2 separate regions of the Mus musculus genome follow, and region 2 is linked to region 1. Evidence: chromatin contacts called from public Micro-C data. All regions are on one chromosome and are shown on one strand. Each heading gives the region's core, a stretch centred on a gene start, on an enhancer-like site or on the middle of the called end of the contact. The rest is flanking DNA. Distances are from core to core; before and after follow the strand shown.

Evidence for each region. A called contact is a pair of places that touch in the nucleus more often than the background predicts.
Region 2: a contact with region 1 is called in a Micro-C map of embryonic stem cells, with 4 times the contacts expected there. The contact joins the enhancer-like site here to the promoter of Pak2 in region 1. A contact is called at or near these places in 3 of 39 promoter capture datasets (the C10 cell line, cranial neural crest and neural stem cells), 1 of 484 Hi-C or Micro-C datasets (embryonic stem cells), 2 of 115 datasets of contacts at active chromatin or transcription factors (embryonic stem cells and large pre-B cells) and 3 of 9 other capture datasets (adipose tissue, liver and pancreatic islet).

The regions. Positions count from the first base shown.
Region 1 is chr16:32,076,320-32,083,478 of GRCm38.p6, forward strand. It overlaps Pak2 (p21 (RAC1) activated kinase 2), which reads right to left and starts at 3,023. Exons shown (of 15, transcript NM_177326.3): 1 at 2,769-3,023.
Region 2 is chr16:32,308,443-32,315,601 of GRCm38.p6, forward strand. No RefSeq gene overlaps it. Among named protein-coding and RNA genes, the nearest start is that of Ubxn7, 20 kb to the right of the region's middle. Within about 2 kb of position 4,084, at least 22 of the 459 cell types and tissues checked have an H3K27ac peak or open chromatin away from gene starts, as enhancers often do. A contact at or near this core is called in embryonic stem cells, where this site is marked.

The DNA of each region.
Region 1 (7,159 bases), core at 1,773-4,272:
ATCCTTGGCAGCTCTCAACTGTCTGCAACTCCAGTCCCAGGAATCTGACACCCTATATGGCCTTCATAGGCACCCACATGGTACATATACACACATGCAGGCAAAACACACTTACACATTTTTTTTTTTAAATCTTTAAAAAGTTAGGAATTTCACCTCCGAGAACTCAGAAGCACAGTCTGCAAGTAGCAACTCCCCTCTAATCAGACAACCATCAGTTACTTCTGTAACTAGCAGTGCTTGAGGAGAGAAAGGCCTGACCTAGTCTCAAGACTGGAACACAGTCCAATTTGAACCAAAGCCAGAAAACTGAAAGCACCGAGTACGGAACATTATTACTGTAATAACCAATACTGATGAAGATAGTAAGGATTCAGCCATAGCTACTAGTTTTATACTTGGCAATTATTTCAAGCTCCTGCATTTTGTAAAAGTATAACTCAGAGTTTATCTTTAGCTAACCAGAACAAGTTTTAAATTTCCTCATTTAAAACACGTAAAACTAGCCTTCATCATGTCTAGTTGGAAACTTGCCTATCATAAAAATCAAAGAAACACGAGAACCTTTTATCAGACATATATCAACTAAAAACTATCACTTCATGAATTTAGGTTTCAGGACACGGATCACAAAGCCCAGAAGAATTAATCTCTTTCTCTCAAAAGGTAAATCTGGAATCAAGGCCCCAAGATAAGTGAAATACCCAAGAATTCTCTTTTTAAAAACATGTCTGCTTGCCCAACACAATGGTAATCTCACTGGCTAGGATTCTGACGCAGATCTTAAGTCCAGAAGTTTGAAACAAACCTGGGTATCATAGAAAGAGGCTGTCTCCAAAGAAAAACAAACAAATACCTGCTTTTGGAAACAAATGAGATATTCTGCAGGCACAGGCTTGCAATCCCAGCTACTAGGGAGGTTGAGAAGAAAACCCCAGTTCAAGGCTTACCTGGTAGGGAAGAGATTCAATACCAGCCTGGGAAACAGTGAGACTGTCTGCACAGAGAAGAGAGGGCTGGGCTTGTAACTCAGTGCTGCAAAGAACACTTGCCTAGCATCACAGGGAGGTCTGCGGTTCAATCCGGTACAAGGGGTTAAAAAGGAGAAAGAAACAGCAGAAACTAACTTCAAGGTACTTTTTCATTCCCTGACATTCCTCCCTAGTGTCAAGACAACTCACTAACCTAAGAACAACCCACAGTACCAAAGGATGGCAGTACTTGATACTAATCCATTTCCCCCATAGCCTGGCAGAGGGAAAGGTAATAATGTACTAGTGAAAACAAGAAGAAAACATTTTTAATTTTGGGCAACCTCTTTTACCAAAACCCAAAAGTTACATTTTCTATCTATCTAAGCAACAATATAAAATTCAGTTTCCCTGATGTAAATGTACAATAGTGTTCCTGGCTAATTAATCTCTAGAAAGACCTAAAAAGAGAGGCTACCAAATATGTTGGCTAACACGTGTAATCCCAGCACACAAGGCTGAGACAGGAAGAGTGTCACAACAGCCTGAGCTGGAATGAGGCCCTGTCTAGGAAAGGCAGAGGATGGGTATAAAAGTATACGAAAAAGGCTTCCTTCACACACACACACACACACCCCAACTGAAGAACTGGGGTAGAGACAAGCAAGAATGTTCTACAAATGCCACAGAGCTTCTGGCAAAGTTGACGTGCCCTAACCTGTTTTAAAAATTACTACTCACTGCCTTCATCCCAACCTAATTTTATTCATACTATTCTTTTGGATAGCTCTACCAAAAAAAAAAAAAAAAAAATCCCCAGAGCAAATTCTTGTGTATTTATTTCAATATCCTGCCTACTTTATAAGAGCGGAAGAGTCGAATACAGCAGGGGAAAAACGTGACGTGCACAACCTTCACCCAAAACACAGCTCAGCTCGTCGTTGTCTAATTTTGGGCCTAACCGGTTTGGTTGTCTTTTTTTAAAAGGTTAGAAACGAAAAGCTGGAAAATCTACAGGTCACTTGTAAAGAAGAACCTGGCGGCTATCGATGGGAGTTGGTGATTTGTCAAAGAGGAAACAAATCTCACTTCCACTCTACCTAGTTCTATTAAGACAGGGGATGGAGAGAGCCTCCTTCCCATCAAGCCACAATGGCAATTATTTAACACACTTCTGTCTTGGACGACTTGATCTAGAACTAATCAAAAGGCTGAGTCCATTAAGTTATTTGCAGCAACTTTTTTTTTTTCTTGTGAGGGCGCGCGTGTTTCAGACAGCCAAACATGGTGAAAAGCCAACCTCAGCCCAAGTTAACCTTAAGAAGCAAATATTCACCTCCTGGCTAAAGATCAAGCAAAAACCGTAAGATCCTTAACTTCTGTTCTTAAACGCAGGCTCCCAGAGCCCGGCAAAAACTTTTTCCTAATGTGGAGGAGGAGGAAGAGTTTACACACTGAACTTAAGGAGCTCGCGACAGGATTCCCGAGCGACGAGACTGCAGAGAACGCAGCTGGTAAAGGAGGGAACATCCAGGAACAAACCCGAGTCGTCCGGTGCAGCGCCGGCGGGAGAGAAGGGCAAGGACGGCCGGAGTGGCCAGGGTCCCCACAGCCCAGCAAGCTTCCTCTCGGCCGAAGCTTAGAGCCAGGGCGCAGACAATGAGCCACCGCCCGGAGCCGCGGGCCCGCCCGCAGGTGCTGGCGTCCCGGGCCGCTGGGCCCAGGCCGCGGAGGCGGGAGGAGGGCGGCGGCTCGGCCCGGCCCGGCCCGGCCCGGGCGAGCGGCAACCGCACTTACCAGAGAGGAAAGGTCTCCGCCCGACCCAGGGCGGGCTGCTTGGCCGACGCGGGCGAGCACTGCGCTGGGGCGCTGAGAGGGAGGAGGGCAGGGCGGAGGGGAGCGGCGCGGGGCGCGGCCGTCGCTACCGAGGCCGTGAGGCGCAGAACCCCTTGGGCCAGGGAGGGGAGGGCAGGAGCCTTCGGCAATGGCGACGGCCCGGGCCGGAGGGGAAGCGGAACAACCGCTGCCGCTGCGCGTGGCCACAACCCTGGGGGAGGGCGGCGGCGGGGGCGCGGGGCGGGGCCGTAAGACAGCCCCGCCCTGAAAGTGGCGTCATGACCCGAGGGGCGGGCTTTCACAGGGCGGCTGGGAACCGTAGTCTAGTCATCTGTTAGGGAGACTCAGGACAGTGGGCGTTACAGAGAAAACCTGTCCCTCATTTATCAGCATTCTGCATTGTCTGCAGTTACGGTTTACCTACTGACAAAGCTGACGGAGAACAGCTGATCCAAACATATTTGTGTGTAGAGGGTCTTTGTTTCTGAGAATGTATCCATTCACCAATTGGTGTTTTGTGGGGAGGGATGGCTTTTCGAGTCCTGGCTGTCCTGGAACTCACTCTGTAGTCCAGGCTGACTTTGAACTAGAGATCCTCCTGCTTCTGCCTCCTGAAGAGGTACTGCCCAGCTCACTTTGTTTTTTGGTTTGGTTTGGTTTGGTTTGGTTTTTTGGAGGCAGGGTTTCTCTGTATAGCCCTGGCTGTCCTGGAACTCACTTTGAAGACCAGGCTGGCCTCGATTAAAGGAATGCGACGCCACCGCTTTTTTTTTTCCTACAAATTTAACCAGATTAAGTTGAATCAGATTATGCTGCTAAATTAGGTCCTCCCTCTTTGCAAAACAAAGATTTTTTTATTTTTCTGTATTTTATCAATGGAGGAGTTAATTCATGTATTCTTATTCCACAACTATGTCAATATCTAATATCTACAAAAGACCATTTAGGTACCAGAAATGAACATGCTTCACCTAGTCTTTGTAAAGGTTAAAAACATGAAAACGGTGGTGGCGCACGCCTTTAATCCCAGAACTCGGGAGGCAGAGGCAGGCAGATTTCTGAGTTCGAGGCCAGACTGGTCTACAGAGTGAGTTCCAGGAAAGCCAGGGCTATACAGAGAAACCCTGTCTCAGAAAAAAAACAACCAAAAAAACGTATGAAAACATAAAAACCAAAACACTGATACCTGTTACAAGGTGGGGAAAAAGCTGAGGGATTACCGTGGACAGAGTGGACAGAGAAGGTGGCAGTTAAAACAGAAAAAGGAACTCGGAAGAACTGAGGGGAAAGGATTACAAGTAGGAAGAGGATTGCCACGGTCAGTGAGAGATGAAGGCTAGGCTCACAACCAAAACCACAAGACTTATGTAGCTGCACCTTGGTGTAAGATGGGTATATTAGAAAGTACTGTAGTAGTTGGGCGAGGTGGCATACTCCTTTAATCCTAGCACTTGGGAGGCAGAGGCAGGCGAATTTCTGAGTTCGAGGCCAGCCTGGTCTACAAAGTGAGTTTCAGGACCGCCAGGACTATATAGAGAGAAACCCTGTCTCGAAAAGAAAAAAAAAGTACTGTAGTACAAGATATGATGAAGCAAACCTGTAATTCCAGCACTCAGGTGGCTGAGGTAAGATGAGGAATTTGAGTACTGAGAGGTAGAGGACGGATAGGGGACAAGAATGGTTACATAGAGAGTCGGAGGTCAGATGAACTACATGACACCCTATTCTTTGCAGCCTATCAAATCTACATTCAGCCACCTGCTAGTAACATAGGATGTATGTTTGAGTAACATAGGGCTGTATGTCACTTTACATGGATGTTGGCTGCTTACCTCTATTTCCCTATGAGTAGCATTGAACATGGATTATCAAAATAAGTAGCTTTTCTAGAATAATCCTTAAATCCACTATATTCCAATTGATTAGAATTGCAAGCAATCATTTTAGTTCCTAAAGCATATAGCATTCTCCAAAATAACTAGCAAACAGATAGATATTCTTGGAAAGTGACTGGGATACACATTAACCACCTACCACCACTCTTAGGTGAGGTGAGCAGTTTTTCTGTTTTCTGTATCCAAAAGAACCTACCACAACTCTTTAAGATGAATAAATAATAAAAGTGGAACAAACCCCGGGAAAGAATCAATAAGACAACAATATCCATTCTCTTGGCCTAAACAAAAAAAGGACCACACACAAAATTACAAAACTCACCGAAAATACAGACCATTATTCAGTGTCAATAATATAAAGTGGCCAAACTCAGATATGTATCATCTATTGATCAGGCAATAAGAGTCTTATCAAAGTTGGTGTCAATCATGTTTTTCTTGCATTTCTCAACACCCCTAAAAATGAATATAGCACTGGATTATATAATAAGGCACAATCTTAAATATTAACTTAATGTTTTTATTTTTACTTATTTTATGTATATGTATACACTGTGGTCACTGTCTTCAGACACATCAGAAGAGGGGATCAGATCCCATTACAGATGGTTATGAGCCACCATGTGGTTGCTGGGAATTGAACTCAGGATTTCTGGAAGAGCAGTGAGTGCTGCTAACTGCTGAGCCATCTTTCCAGCTCCAATTTTATGTTTAAAGACCGATGAAATTTGGTTCAACTGAACAAAACTAGTATTTTGTTCATCTCTCTCAGTTCCCGTGCCTTCTTTCTTTTGAGCTTCAGAATAGGAAAGAGGCAGTGCTAAGGCCTGGTAAGACCCCAGAGCAGTGGCTCTCAGCCTTCCTGATGCTGCAACCCTTCAATACTCAGTGGTGAACCCCATCCAGAAAGTTATTTTCATTGCTACTTCCTAACTGTACTTTTGCTACTGCTATGAATCGTAAAGCAAATATCTGTGGTCTTTCCAATGGTCTTTGGGAGTCGTGACCCACAAGTTGGGAACCACTGCTCTAAAGACCAAGACAAGAAATCGGTTCCCACTCACAACAAGCCAGCTTACAATTCCCTTCACTCACCAACACCTGAAATCTAGGGTAACCATGTGTGGACAGGCTCAGCTCCTGCTGAGAACAGCGGAGTACCTCACTGCAGAGGGCTCTGAAGTGGCAGGAAGTGCACCAAAGGCAAACCCCACATCACTTATAACTTGTAACTTGTAGAGATGAGGAATTGGACTCTGTCATCAAGACCACAGATGCTTCTGGTAGTGTCACCTTGCACTACCACAAGTCTGTAACTGGGAAGAAAGGACAGCAGAATGTCCTGGATGCCTTGATAAGTATTATCTCAGGATGCTAAATCTCTGTCTCTGTCTCTCTCTGTCTGTCTGTCTCTGTCTCTCTCAGAGTGGGTTGTTTGAGACTGGTCTCACGTACTAAGTAATCCAGGCTGACCTCAAATTCGCTATATAGCCAAGACTAGTTTTGAAAGCCCGATTAACTTCCTCTCCAAGTGCTGAGATTACAGGTGTGAGCCATTGCCCCCAGCCTGCTCCCCACTCTCAATAACCTGTTTTTACTTGTTTTTTTTTTGGGGGGGGGGGCAGGGCAAGGTCTCATTAAGTACAAACAAACTAAACAAAACCCACAAAATTCTGGCTGTCCTGGAACTCACTTATGTAAACCAGGCTGACTTTGAGTTCATAGATTCACCTGTCTTTGCCTTTGGAGTACTGGAATTAAGGTATGAGCCACTATGCCTGGCTCAAAAAATTCCTGATGGTGAGTCTAGTGGAGTCTGCCTCTGTGAAGGCACAACTGTGCCTTTTTTTTTTTTTTGTTTTATGAGACAGGGTTTCTCTGTGTAGCCCTGGCTGTCCTGGAACTCACTTTGTAGACCAGGCTGGCCTCGAACTCAGAAATCTGCCTGCCTCTGCCTCCCAAGTGCTGGGATTAAAGGCGTGCACCACCACGCCTGGCCCAGATCCTCTTTTTGACTTCGACTTCACAGTAGAAAACTACAGTCAGGTGATACCACACCCAGTTAGGAATTCTTTCTTATATATATTAAAAAAAAAAAAAAACACCCAGGTATGGAACTCGATTAGTTTGAAACTTTATAGTCATTTTAAAGATTTCTGATGGTGGCACACACTTTTAATCACAGGACTTAAGAGGCAGAGGTGGAGGCAGAAGCAGGAGAAACCCTGTCTAGAAAAAACAAAATAAAAAAATAATAACAAAAAAGATTTTTAATATTACTAACTTTATGGCACTGGGTTGCCCCTTCTAACATTTAAATCAATAAGGATTGTTGTAACAAATCAAATCTTATATGTAAAATTATGAATGATTTATTCTCATAAAAACACTAAAAGACTACAGCAGAGTAAGAAACTGTAAGTATGTAAAGAGCTCCCATCACTCAACACAAAACAA
Region 2 (7,159 bases), core at 2,834-5,333, 230 kb after region 1:
TTTAATCCCAGCACTTGGGAGGCAGAGGCAGGTGAATTTCTGAGTTCGAGGCCAGCCTGGTCTACAGAGTGAGTTCCAGGACAGCCAGCGCTACATAGAGAAACCCTGTCTCAAAAAACAAACAAACAAAACAAACAAACAAACAAACAAACAAAAAAAACTGGGGCTGGAAGATGGCTCAGCGGTTAAGAGCACTGACTTGTCTTCCGAAGGTCCTGAGTTCAAATCCCAGCAATCACATGATGGCTCACAACCATCCGTAATGAGATCTGATGCCCTCTTCTGGGGTGTCTGAAGACAGCTACAGTGTACTTACATATAATAAATAAATACATAAACCTTAAAAAAAAAAAGGAGAAGAAAAAGAACACACACAAAGGATCTATTAGAGAAAAAAGAGAACCTTGAAGGATCTACAGAGGCCTGAGTGTTCATGGTGACTGTGACTAGAGCTGCTGATTCAAAAGAAAGAGAGAGGTGCCCGTTCCATGTCAGGCTATCGCTGACAATTTCACTGGGTCCTTACAAGTCTCTCAAACCTGGGCAGTTCCTCACCCATGAGAGTGCCATGAAATCCCCTTTGAAATTGCCTCCTTATAAAATTAAGCCCTTGGATGTAATCATTAAATTCCCAGTGTTGGGGCTGGAGAGATGGTTCAGTAGGTAAGAGCACTACTGACTGCTCTTCCGAAGGTCCTGAGTTCAAAATTCCAGCAACCACATGGTGGCTCACAATCTGTAATGAGATCTGATGCCCTCTTCTGGTGTGTCAGAAGACAGCTACAGTGTACTTATGTATAATAATAAATAAATCTTGGGGCTGGAGCGACCAGGGACTGAGCGAGCGGGGCCGACTGAGGTGGGAAAATATTCCCAGTGTTCCTAGAATACACCCTAGAAATAACACAGACGGGGCTCTCAGATAAGATCAGATTCATCTCTTGAAAGATGGGCACATGAGCAGTTGGAAATGGAGCATAATGAAATAACTCTCCAGAGTAAAGCAGGGTTTCAAAAACTAAGGCTAGACAAGGAGGAACAGCAAGAGGTACGGACATCAGGTCCGCCAGGCACCTCAGGACCCTGCACAGGTCCACCAGGCACCTCAGGACTCTACAACAGACAGCTTGCACCCCATCTGTGAGCGCTTTCTTTCTCTAAATTAAAGATTACAGGAGCTCCAGCCAGGCAAGCTAGTGCAGGCCTATGGCCCCAGCTAGTCAAGAGACCAAGGATGACCCCTCAAGTTACAGGGCAGCCCATTTCAAAACGAGAAAGGAAAAAAACCAACCAAACAAAACAACAACAAAACCCACATTGATTTAATTTTTTTTTTTCTTTTTAGACAAATTTAACTTTTAAACCTGTTTGGAGATGGGAAACAGGGAGATGTTAATACAAAGTCTTGCTGGCCTGTGTAGGAAACATCACATATGAGTCCTATCAAATATTAGAAAGCTTGTGTTCAGGACAAGGATTTCGTCTTTTTCTTTCCCACTTTGTAAGACTTTTATGAAAATGTACCCCCACCCCCACCCCCAACACACACACACTATTGGAAAACTTTTTGTTTAAACAAAGGTCCCTGCTGCTTTCCAGGAATCCTACAACCTGGAACTGGGAGCCTTCCCTCCTGGGAGGAGCCCCTCTCTTCTCCTTCCTTTACTATTTGCCATTTCTCTCTCAGGAGCCTTGTCCAGGTGCTTCAGTGGAAGCGGTGTCTGGCCATGTGGGACCTTGTTACCTGGCAGACGTAAGAAGTGGTAAGGTTGAGTAAGCTCCAATCCTGGGAATCCCAGAACTGAGAACAGCAGGAGCGGAGCCATCCCCCCCTCTGTCTCTACCTGCTCAGGAGCACGGAACCATGACACCCCACTGAGGACCATGGGCACTGGGGCGTGGAGCAGTAACACCTGGAGTTCTTCTCCATGCTAATGAGGCCCTGAGCTTTCAGCCAATGAGCTGCTCTTTCTGGGTAATCCTTCCCACAAATGATATTTAATTCCTTGACTAAATTGTGCATTTACATCAACCATCAAATAAAACAGTATGAACAAGAAAGGGTTGTCTCAGAGAGCTGCTTCGTTTAGGATCTCTGTGGGGAATGCCTTCATCTTAAAGAACTATGTCTAAAGGCCGGAGAGATGGCTCAGTGGTTAAGAGCACTGACTGCTCTTCCAGAGGTCCTGAGTTCAAATCCCAGCAACCACATGGTGGCTCATGTACTGAAATCTGAAGGTTCTGGTGTGTCTGAGAAGACAGTGTGTGGTCACATATATAAAATAAATAAATCTTAAAAAGACAAAACCAAACTGTGCCTAAAATTCCTAGGAAGGCCTTCTCTCTTCCAGCCCCTGGTTTACTCGGCCCTTGCTCCCTTTCAGACTGGTTTCTGCCTCCCCTCCCGGCCTGGGAGGCAGATGCCCCAAGGGAAAGACAGACCCGCGGACTCTCAGTGCACAGGTGCCAGAGAGGAGACCGGAAACCACATTCGTCCCAGACCCTGCTCTTTCGCCCATGGACCACCGTTTTGGAATCTGTTCTGCCTACTCTGAGCTGCGTGCCAGCGGTGCCCAGTCACCACCAGTGGAGAGGCAGGAGAGAGGACGACACTGGTTTCTTTACAACCGCAAACTTCTAACACTTGAAACTCACCATCCTCTTCAGAGATGCAGACATAAGCTAGGATGCCCAGCAACAGCAGGATACATACAGTTCTGATATGTGTTTTATTATTGGAGAAGGAGCATTCGCGCTATGGCAAGCATGTCGAGTAAAGGTCAGAGGACAACTCTGTGGGGTGAGTTCTCTCTTCCTGTCTTTATGTGGGTCCTAGGGATCCAACACAAGCAAACTCAGGCCATCAGACTTTCTTAGCCAGAGCCTTTACTCGCTGGCCCCCGTAGCAGTACTTCCTGTTTTGTTTGTTGTTTTAAGACAGGGTCTCCCCGTGGAATTCTAGATGGCCTGGAACTCCCTATGTAGACCAAGCAGGGCTAAAAACTCAAGAGTTCCACCTCCTTCTGCTTCCAAGTGCTGGGATTAAAGCCGCGCAGCACCGTGTCCTGCTCTGTACATTTTTATAAAACATTTAAAGTTCAATGGCCTGGCTATGGAGATGACTCGGCAGTAAGGGGCACAGCCTGCGCAGCTGGAGCATCAGGGTTGGATTCCCAGCACCAACCTGCCAGCTCACATCTGTCTGTTTTCTGGACTCTGTGGGCACAATGCATGCATGGACATAAGCACAGGCAAAACACCTATACACATCAAATAAAAATGTTTTTAGTCGGAGCCGGGCGTGATGGCCCACGCCTTTAATCCCAGCACTCGCGAGGCAGAGGCAGGTGGATTTCTGAGTTCGAGGCCAGCCTGGTCTACAAAGTGAGTTCCAGGACAGCCATAGCTATACAGAGAAACCCTGTCTTGGGAAAAAAAAAAAAAAAACCAACAAAAGAAAATGTTTTTAGTTATTTTTGAGATTAAAATTACATGTAATTACATCATTTGCTCCTTCCCTTTCAGCCCTATATAAATCATCCCATAGACCCCTGCTTGTTTTCTTTCAAATTCATGGCCTCTTTTTTCATTGTTGTTATACACACACACACACACACACACACACACACACACACACACACACACACTCACACACACACACACACACACTGAGAGCCAAAGTTAAATGCTGCAGGCTATTATTTGTGGGAGATAACAAGCCACGTGTTTTTTGTTCCTTAAACAATTGCTCCTGATGTGTTTAATCCCATGTATGTGAGAGGTACAAGTAATTAGAGGTACGTGTAAGACTCCGAGGAGCCTTAGCTTACAGGGGACCCCTGAGTGAGCCACGTGGAGCCAGGACCTATGCAAAAAGCAAGAGGAATTTATTGTTCCAGTGCACTGGGGTCATCCCAGACCCAAAGGAGAGGCAGTGACCACCAGCACCCATTCGGCCATTTTTTATATGGTTTCCAGGGGCAGAATAGAGCATCAGCAACTAGGCACAATATGATTGGCAGAACAGTGCACCCTTTAAACTGATTGGTCTTTAGGGGAATGAGGTGGCAAGGACTTCCCTTGTCTGAGGTGAGCAAGGTCAGTCTGTGGAATGTGTCTCTACCCGCAGGTCAGTCCCTACCCGTTGGTCAGTTCCTGCCCTGGAGTCAGAGAAATGCTAATTAGCCTCTCCCTTCCGGAGGGGTGAGTGTTTCATGACCTTTCCAAAGTTCCTATGCCGACCTTTTCAGATGCAGGCAGGACATACCTAGGCTGGAAGTATGTTAGGATATATGCTTTTTCTGGACCTGATGGGAAATACTGTGGCCTTCTGGGTGTTCTTTTTTGAACCTCCACAAAATGTGACTAGTGGCCATTTTCTGGAAACCCAGGAATGGACCTGGCCAGAGTCCATCACACTGGCTAGTTTTAAATTAAAGCTTGCTTTAAATTTGGCTCAAAATTGTGATAGTCTTATTCTCACCTGGCAGGATTAATAACACATATCAGTACACACAAGCTGCTGAGCCTATCTATCTAGTGTTACTTGTGTGTGTTCTCAGGGCAAACCATTTGGTATTGGATAACCAGTTGGTATGCTCTTCCCTGGGGGAGACTCTCTGTTCTCAGCATTCCTCAGTTGCCGTGGTTCTTTGTAAATGACAGACCTCCTGGGCGTAAATATTTTAAATTTTTTTGGTGCCTGAGCTGGACATTGGCATATGCCTTTAATCCCAGCACCTGGGAGGCCGGAGGCCGGCTAATTTCTGTGAGTTCAAGGCCACTCTGATCCTACAAAGTGAGTTCCAGGGCAGTCAGGGTTATACAGAAACAAACGTTTCAAAAAGCCAACAGACCAAGAAACCAAAATAAAACAAAACAACTGTGGTGATTTTGTGCATTAACTGTCCTTTGATATTGCGCCTTAGCTGCATGGCTGTGGTTTGTGCTTTTCTGTAGGACCTTGCACATGGTTATTAAATAAAGGATTTATTACAAAATCTTTAAACTCTTCAGAGGTGGAGAGTTTTTGAGATGTCTCAGTGGGTAAAGGCACTCGCTGCTACACCTGATGACCTGAATTTGATCTCTGGGACCCACGAGAGGGAAGGAGAGTGAGCCTCCTCAAAGCTGTCCTCTGACCTCCACACCCACGCACGTCCACTCGGGACACTCACACAAAGTCACCTAATTAATTTTAAAACCACAAAGGGGCTGAGATGCTTTTGTGTCAGTGCTGGGGATGAGGCCAGGTCTTTATGCATGCTAAGCACCACTGAGCCCCACCCTCCAGCATGAAACTGGTTTTCCTTTCAACATTCTGGACTATTTATATTTATTTTTCTCTTTGAGTCCTTTCTGTTGGGATGTTCATCTTTTAGTTCTCAATTTCCAGAGAAGTCTTTACATACTGGGAAAATTGACTTTTTCTCTGTAGTGAGTTACAAAAAAAATTTCCCCAGGAGAGTAAGACTCCCCATGTTCTCAGGAAAAGATTGATTTTTCAGTCTATATCCATGGTAACAAGTAACACGAGGACAGGCTATAAACCTAGCTAATCAATCAATGACATCTGGCTTTATAGAATACACCTCTGAAAGCTGAATGAAAATGAGCACACGACCTCCAAGGTGGGGTGGAGGAGGATTTTATTGTAAGTATGACAGAAAGTACAGCCACAGGCGTATGGACTGAACCGGTCCATGAAAGGAGAGAGAGGAAGAGAAGAGAGATGAGGACACCAAGAGAGAGAGAACCAGAGAGCTCATGGCCTTCATGTCCTGGTGAGAAGTTCTGGGAGGAGCCAGGTCCTGAGGGAGCCTAGAGTTCTGAGCATGCACTTTGGTGTGCTAATAGATACCACAGTCAGCCATTTGTCCTAGATTTCTTTGGGACCTGACAGAAAACCAGTCCCTAACAGTTTCTTGCTTTGGAAGTCCTCACCTTCAGTGATCCATGCCAGGAAAACCATTCTGAGACTGACTGTAACTCACTCCTGCTTCATAATCAAACAGATGAGACCATGTTATCTAGCCTAATATCTTGAGTTCTTATTAAACTGCCTATCACCAGTTTGCTTTGTGCCAAGTGATTATGTCCAATCATAATCATTATTATGTCTATTTTTAGCATACGCAGTAAATTCAGACTTAGGGTCTTAATTTTGACATTTTTGGTCTCTCATTTTTTTGGTGGGGGTGGTGTTTTGAGACAGGGTTTCTCTGTATATACCCTGGCTATCCTGGAACTCACTTTGTAGACCAGGCTGGCCTCAAACTCAAGAAATCTGCCTGCCTCTGCCTCCCGAGAGCTGGAATTAAAAGTGTGCGCCACCATGCCCGGCTGTTCTCTCATTATTTTTTGGTTTTATGAGACAGGGTTTCTCTGTGTAGCCCTGGCTGTCCTGGAACTCACTTTGTAGACCAGGCTGGCCTCGAACTCAGAAATCCGCCTGCCTTTGCCTCTCAAGTGCTGGGATCAAAGGCGTGCGCCACCACCGCCCTGTTCTCTCATTTTTACACCAGTTTTTCATTTCACCTTACGGAGTATATGTGTATAATGCTGATTTTTAAAAGCCATGCAACTGATTCTTTTTTTTTTTAATTTATTAGGGATTTTCTTCATTTACATTTCAAATGCTATCCCAAAAGTTCCCCATACCCTCCCCCCCTCAACTGATTCTTTTAATGTGGTGCTGTTGTGCCAGGGAAATGTTAGTGATCCCCAAAAACACACACAGGAGCCAATCTGATGCAACTCACAGCAGGGTCTTTATTCAAGCTAGCTCGAGGCCCCCCACTTCCCCAACTACCACACTACTGTCACGCAGGACAGTTTTGGTGGTGGGGGAGCCCCGAATGTCTATGGATCAAGGCTTTATAGCAAACAGCAGGCAGGGAATACGTGTGCAAGCATCTAATTGGAAAGCTCCTGTGGCCTTTAACATAATTGGCTGGTGCTGGGAGTCATAACATAAACTTAACTTCTGTTCCTCTCCACATTGGTGGTCCTTAGGCAGGGGGTAGGTTTGTAACCTCTGGTGCAGCTTTGTTGGGGGAATAATCTGGAGACACTGGTCTTGTTGGGGATTAGCCTAGAGACTGGAGTTAGGCTCAGGTTCTGGTGGGGGTGGGGCAACTTGAAAACTAATGCTAGCTAG